Regions from separate parts of the Mus musculus genome. Here region 1 is linked to region 2. Evidence: chromatin contacts called from public Hi-C data. All regions are on one chromosome and are shown on one strand. The core of a region is the stretch at or near the end of the contact, and the rest is flanking DNA. Distances in the headings are between cores, read along the strand shown. Region 1 overlaps Wdr19 (WD repeat domain 19). Region 2 has its middle 21 kb from the start of Gm31889.

The links. Hi-C and Micro-C count contacts between places; a contact is called where the count stands out from the background.
Region 1: a contact with region 2 is called in a Hi-C map of bone marrow-derived macrophages, with 15 read pairs. The contact joins two enhancer-like sites.

What each region holds. Positions count from the first base shown.
Region 1 is chr5:65,246,193-65,249,077 of GRCm38.p6, reverse strand. It overlaps Wdr19 (WD repeat domain 19), which reads right to left. Exons shown (of 37, transcript NM_153391.2): 28 at 1,549-1,617; 29 at 211-288. Among named protein-coding and RNA genes, the nearest start is that of Wdr19, 48 kb to the right of the region's middle. Within about 2 kb of position 1,612, at least 27 of the 459 cell types and tissues checked have an H3K27ac peak or open chromatin away from gene starts, as enhancers often do. A contact at or near this core is called in bone marrow-derived macrophages, where this site is marked.
Region 2 is chr5:64,898,570-64,901,711 of GRCm38.p6, reverse strand. It overlaps the pseudogene Gm21011. Among named protein-coding and RNA genes, the nearest start is that of Gm31889, 21 kb to the right of the region's middle. Within about 2 kb of position 1,296, at least 13 of the 459 cell types and tissues checked have an H3K27ac peak or open chromatin away from gene starts, as enhancers often do. A contact at or near this core is called in bone marrow-derived macrophages, where this site is marked.

The DNA of each region.
Region 1 (2,885 bases), core at 363-2,862, 350 kb before region 2:
GGGGGAAGGACTGTTACATGGGGGAGGACAGTTACATGGGAGAGGCAGCTATTGTACAGGTCCACTCTGGCATTTATGGCACTTTCTAACATGGCTGTGGCTACTTTCCGGGTGACACTTGTATAAGTGTGTCAAGTCAGGACAGGTGAACAGAAGACCAGAGAAGACAAGACTAGGGCACAGGCACCCGCCCTGCAGAATCTCCTGTACCTTTGGCATGCCATCGCTCTCCCCCATCAGGTGGTCGATCAGCTGATTGGTCAGCAGTTCATCTTTGGCCTGGCCCACCTGTTTCATAAGAGAGAAACCTCATCAAATTCTGCATCTTAAACTCTGCAGGGAGGGGGAGTGGGGGCTGAAGATCAAACAACTTTCTGCTAAGGAAATGGAATTAAAAAAACCTAACAACATGAAACACAATTTAGCCTGGAGTCCTTTTTCATTGGTGTGTAGTCTTCCTCAATTAGATCCTTAGATGGTATAGCTTTTCTTAGCTGCTTGTATCAAAGTATGCTCTTTCTCTTTGTATAGACACAGAGAATGTACTTCTTGGATGCTTCAATAAAACATTGAGGGGCATTTGCTGTTCTTCCAGAGGACTCCAGTTTAATTCCTAGCACCCACATCAGGCAGGTCACAACTGTTTTATAATCCTAGTTTCAGGGACACAACACCATCTTAATCTGAGAATCTGAACTCAAACATTGGTGTGTGTGTGTGGTGCATGCATGCATATATATACTTGTGTGTGTATATATATATATGTTTATGTAAATGCACGTGTGTATATATGTGCATGTGTGTTCATATGCACGTGTGTATATATATGCATGTGTGTACATATACATGTGTGTATATGCATGTGTGTGTACATATATGCATGTGTGTGGGCACATGCCAATGGCAATGTCAGGTTCTTCTATTGTCCTTCACCTTATGTTTTTGAGACAGGGTCTCTGACTACACCCAAAGCTGCCATTCTAGCCAGGCTGGCTGTCCAGCAAGCTCCTGCAATCCAGTCTGACCTTCTCCTTCCCCAGTGTGAGAGCTGCAGACTTAGGGCTTAGGGGAAATGGAGCAGCATTTGTCACATTTACTACAAGCAAGTTCTACCCAAAGGACGGCCTTCAGGTTCTTCACGACTCGGATAGTGTGTCCTGATAGGAAAGGATAAAACTTGTTTGCCTGAAAACAATTTAGGAAAGAGGGTGGGGCTGTGAATAAGGATTGTGTGTCAGCAGAAGGAGTTTGTTATTCAGTTTGGTAAATTTTTCCATGTATTTGGACATTTCTGTTTGGTTTTAAGACAGGGGTCTCAAATAACCCAGGCTGGCCTCGAACTCACTATGTAGCAGAGGATAATCCTGAATCTTTCTCTCTCCGCCTCCTGGGATTGCAGGCATATACCACCAAGCAGTCTGGGGACTGAATCTAGGGCCTCCTGAATACACTCACCAACTGAGCTACATTCCTGCCTCCTTCAAGGACACAGACAAACAACAACAAACTACTGGCATTCTTCAAAGTTTCGATTCTGAATTTACTTACAGTTTCGATTGCCATTTCTATTGCCACATTATCTTCTGAGCTTGGGCATTTCAGGAAGTGCTTTAGTGCCTAAAATGAGAAATGGACAGCAGCCAGAATTTGTCAGGCCCTGAGAGCTGGGAAAGTCAGCTTTTACAACAGTGCTCTGATCTCAACCAGGGGTCTGCACAGCTCTGGGTCTTCGGCCTGGTTTTGTGGGACAGTGTCTCTTTCACTGGCTGGCCAGGAACTCACTGTGCAGACCAAGCTGTGACCTCACAGAGACCTGCCTGCCTCTGTCTCCTAAATGCTGAGATTTAAGGCATGTGCCACCACGCTGGCAGATCTACTTCAAAGGCTGAGTCTAGTTTGTCAAAGCGGAAGGATCCAGAGAACCTTCTGAAGAGTCTAGTTCTGATTTATGGTAAACAGAAAATGTAAAATGTGTTCTCCTCCCTGGGAAGGTTTAATGATTTAATTCACTCTTTTGTCTTATGTGTGCCTCTCACGAAGCCAGACAGGTGCTTAGGGCTGAGTCCCTAGTCCCTTCATTTAACATTTATGGGCACCCTCGCTTGTTCATGGGCTGGGCTGGGGTCTGAAGAAGAGCAGGAGCTGCCTGACATGGACCCCCTTTTCTGTTAGATGCACTCTGAGGTGATAGGTGCCAGCAGGTGACAGTCACACAGTCCTGTCCTTTTCATAAGCACACACCTATGAAGAAACGCACAAGACAAAGGGCTATGTGGGAAGTTGGTTTTAGGTGTTCTGAGGAGGAAAGAAGGTTGTGTGTGGGGTGACATGAAGGTCACAGAGGGACAAAGATATGCAGAATAAAGAGGTCTGGGGTAGTCACTGAGGAAACACGAGGGTGAGGCTGGCAGAGGCCTTGCTGCAAGTGTCTAGTGAGGCATACTTTCACAGAAACAGCTGGAGGCCGTCGTGGGATGCCCAGGCTGGCCAGCCAGTGGGGAATTAGCTTGCGTGTCAGGTAAGGAGTCTGGACATCTTCTAAAAATGGCAAACTGGCAGCCTGTGGGCCGCATTCGCAGACGTGTTTTCCTTGGTCAGTGAGGTATTCTGCAAATATTTGGGCCTCTTGAAGTAGGGAGACTTAGACTTCTGTTTCTCTTGAAGGCTCCTGTGATTGGGCCCTGTGGTGCGAGGCCTCCTGAATGGCAGCCGTTTGCCAGTTTATAGTCTGCAGCAGCACCCGCTCCTTCAGGCAAGATGCAGATGATCCAGCGCTCACGGTCACCTCAACCCCAGTGCCTCTTCTTTGGACACTGTACTCCCTGTCTGCCTTGGGCAGAGTGAGTTCTACTAGGGGAGCAAAAGGATGACTTAGCGGCAGAGAC
Region 2 (3,142 bases), core at 47-2,546:
TAAACCCCCACCCAGCCTGAAGCAGGCTGAGCCAGACCTTGACCTTGCTGCCACTAAGGAGATTACCTAGGGTGGAGCCTTCCTCACTAGATCACTCTATTGTTCAGCCACTGCCACTGTTCTCCTTCAAGACACTGCTACCTGCTGGGAGGCCACTGAGCTATTCCGGAGACTACACCCTATCCTGCAGCTGGGCTCCAAGAATGGATTGGTGGGAATGGGCCTCCCCCACCACCACCACCTTTATAAGCGCATTTGCCATTAAACATTTGAGCTTTGATCAGGAATCTTGACTTAGCTCCATTTTTCTCTTGACTGCCTAGTTCCCCTCTCTTTTTAGCCCTGGCTTGCCTCCCAGGTGAAACCTGGTCCATGTGAACTGCAGGTTGGCTTCCAACAGCCGATGCTTTAGAGATTGAGAGTGCTTTGGGTTAGGATTTGATGTTTTTTTGTGTTTTTGGTTTTTCAAGACAGGGTTTCTCTGTATAGCCCTGCTGTCCTGGAACTCACTCTGTAGACCAGGCTGGCCTCGAACTCAGAAATCCGCCTGCCTCTGCCTCCCGAGTGCTGGGATTACTGCCACCCAGAAGGGACCAAACAAATATGGATTGAAACCCCTGCTCCACTACTTTCTAGGCTGCCCTGGGAACATAACTTAATCTCTGAGTTTTAGCTCCTAGATCTGAAAAATAAGAGTAATTAATATTGGGCACCATTTTGTCAGGGTTGTTGAGAAGACTGAGTAAGATGTTGTATGAAGAGCACAGGCACCATGTCAGACGCATAGAAACACTAGAAAGTGGTCTTTCTTACTCTTATATTGCAAGATCATTCACTCTTTGGTGGGTTTTTAAGCCCTTCTCCATTTACTGGAATTATTAAAGGGGAAATGACTCAGGATGAGGTCTTTCTGGCAAACTATCAACTGCTGCTGAGCAGTGTCTTTGGGTTTGGACTTTTACATCATAGCCGTCAATGGAGAACTTTCTCTGCTTTTCAACTGTTTGCAACATAGTATCAATAGCCTCAAAGCAGTAACAATACATACTACCTACTTACTGATACATCTTTCAGGAAGCCTTATGTTGAGCGGAGTGTCAGAGTTCAGTGGTCCAGCGTGTGCTTAGCACATCTGTGGTCCTGATTTAATCCTCCATAGGACAACAGCAATAATATAATGTTTATGCCTTACTCTTAAAATGTTTGAATGAGATGCCACCATGCATACGCATTGCCTGAGAGACAAGAACCTTTTATGTCTTAAATTAAGAGAAGTTCAGCCGGAGTTGCTTCCTCTCTCGCTATAGCTCATCGGGTTGTGGTACTGAGCAGGAGGAACCATCCAACAAGAGATGGAAGCTGGCATCCTAGCCCAAGGGATGGCAAACAAAGCAGCAGGGCAGGAGGTGCTGTGGGTTTTTGTTTTAAAGCCATGGCTCTCAGATCTAGAAGCTTAAAGTAAGTTCTGGGAGAGGAAAGCAGTGAAGTGGCCTCTTTCCACCCAGTGTTCATGCCAAACCAAACCAAGCCTGAGGGCTTTGAGGAAACCAGGGTACCAACTCTGTCTTTGTGAAAAATTTGGACGCTTACTTAATATAGATTTTACATTCACTTCGACTTAAACATTACTCCTCTTGATGACTGAGTTATTTCTCAAACCCTTAAAAGTGGTGCACCATGTATCTCAGCTCACTCTTGTCTATGATAATCTATAAGAGAAAAAAACTTGAAAAGAGATACTGAATGCATGGGAATTATTGTTCAGATAGAAGTGGCACGATCAATCTTTTCTTAATTTATTTCTCTTTTCCACTTATTTATTATGTCTGTGTTTTGTGTCATAGTACACATATGGAGGTGAAAGTAGAGTCTCTGGGGTTCGAACTCGGGTCTTCAGGCTAGGATGCACATGGCTTTACTTGATAAACCATCTTGCTAAACCCAAGAGATCTTCCAATACTTAATATATAGTCTTAAGGAAATGGAAAGAAAGTGAAACTTCATAGTTTCACACTAGATATTGTCATAGACACAACCATTTGAGCAGTAGTTACTCCTCTAGGCAAGTTAAGAACTGGCATTCTGGGATTATTTTGAAATAGATGCAGAAAAGTTACCCTTACATATATAATGGTTTGAAAGTCTGCCAGGAACTAAACTGACTTTTTAAGATAATTAAAGGATTAAAGATATTAAAGTACTTATTAGCATGCCATAATACTTTACTGTATATAGTACCCTGGAGGCATCTTAGATCATTGACAGTCATGTGTTTAAGAAATGGAGACTTCACCAGAATTAATTTTCCCTCCAAGATATTTGAGAGGTCTTACCAGGAACAAAAGCATATAAAATATAAGAATTATATCATCAATACGAGTAACTAAATTTTGTATACAATGTAGGGATTATCCAACTAAAAGACTACCTGCATTTCACAGCTGTACAGAAGATCCACAACTTCCTTCCATCAGATCTTCTCCCCTCCACTTTTCTTTTTTCTCCCTTCCTTTGTGTGAAGCAGAAGGGACCCTCACGAGGAGCTCAATCAACCAGCCCGTTCATCATCTTGTCTTCTTACTACACAACTGTGAAGAGAAACTGTTATACCAGAGCTCTCCTCAGCCTGTGGTGAGTCATTACAGAAATGTGAACTAAAACAACAGAGAGCTCTTATTTTTAAACTACTCTGCAAGCTAGACTCCTTGGAAACACAATGAGACGCAGCAGCGGCATCCATACACTTTATAACATCCTGATGTCAACAGAAGCCTGGGCTCCAAGGCCGACAGGTGAAAGGGGACTGATCTCCAACTTCTCTAACATGGCTTTAAGGAAGGTTCCCCGAGATGTGACTCCAGCCACAACCACACTGGATTTATCCTACAACCTCCTCTATCAATTGCAGAGCTCAGATTTCCACTCTTTTTCCAAACTGCATTTTCTGATCCTGTGCCACAAGATCCAAGAGCTGGACACCAGGAACAAGATCCAAGAGCTGGACACCAGGAACAAGATCCAACAGCTGGACACCAGGAACAAGATCCAACAGCTGGACACCAGGAACAAGATCCAACAGCTGGACACCAGGAACAAGATCCAACAGCTGGACACCAGGAACAAGATCCAACAGCTGGACACC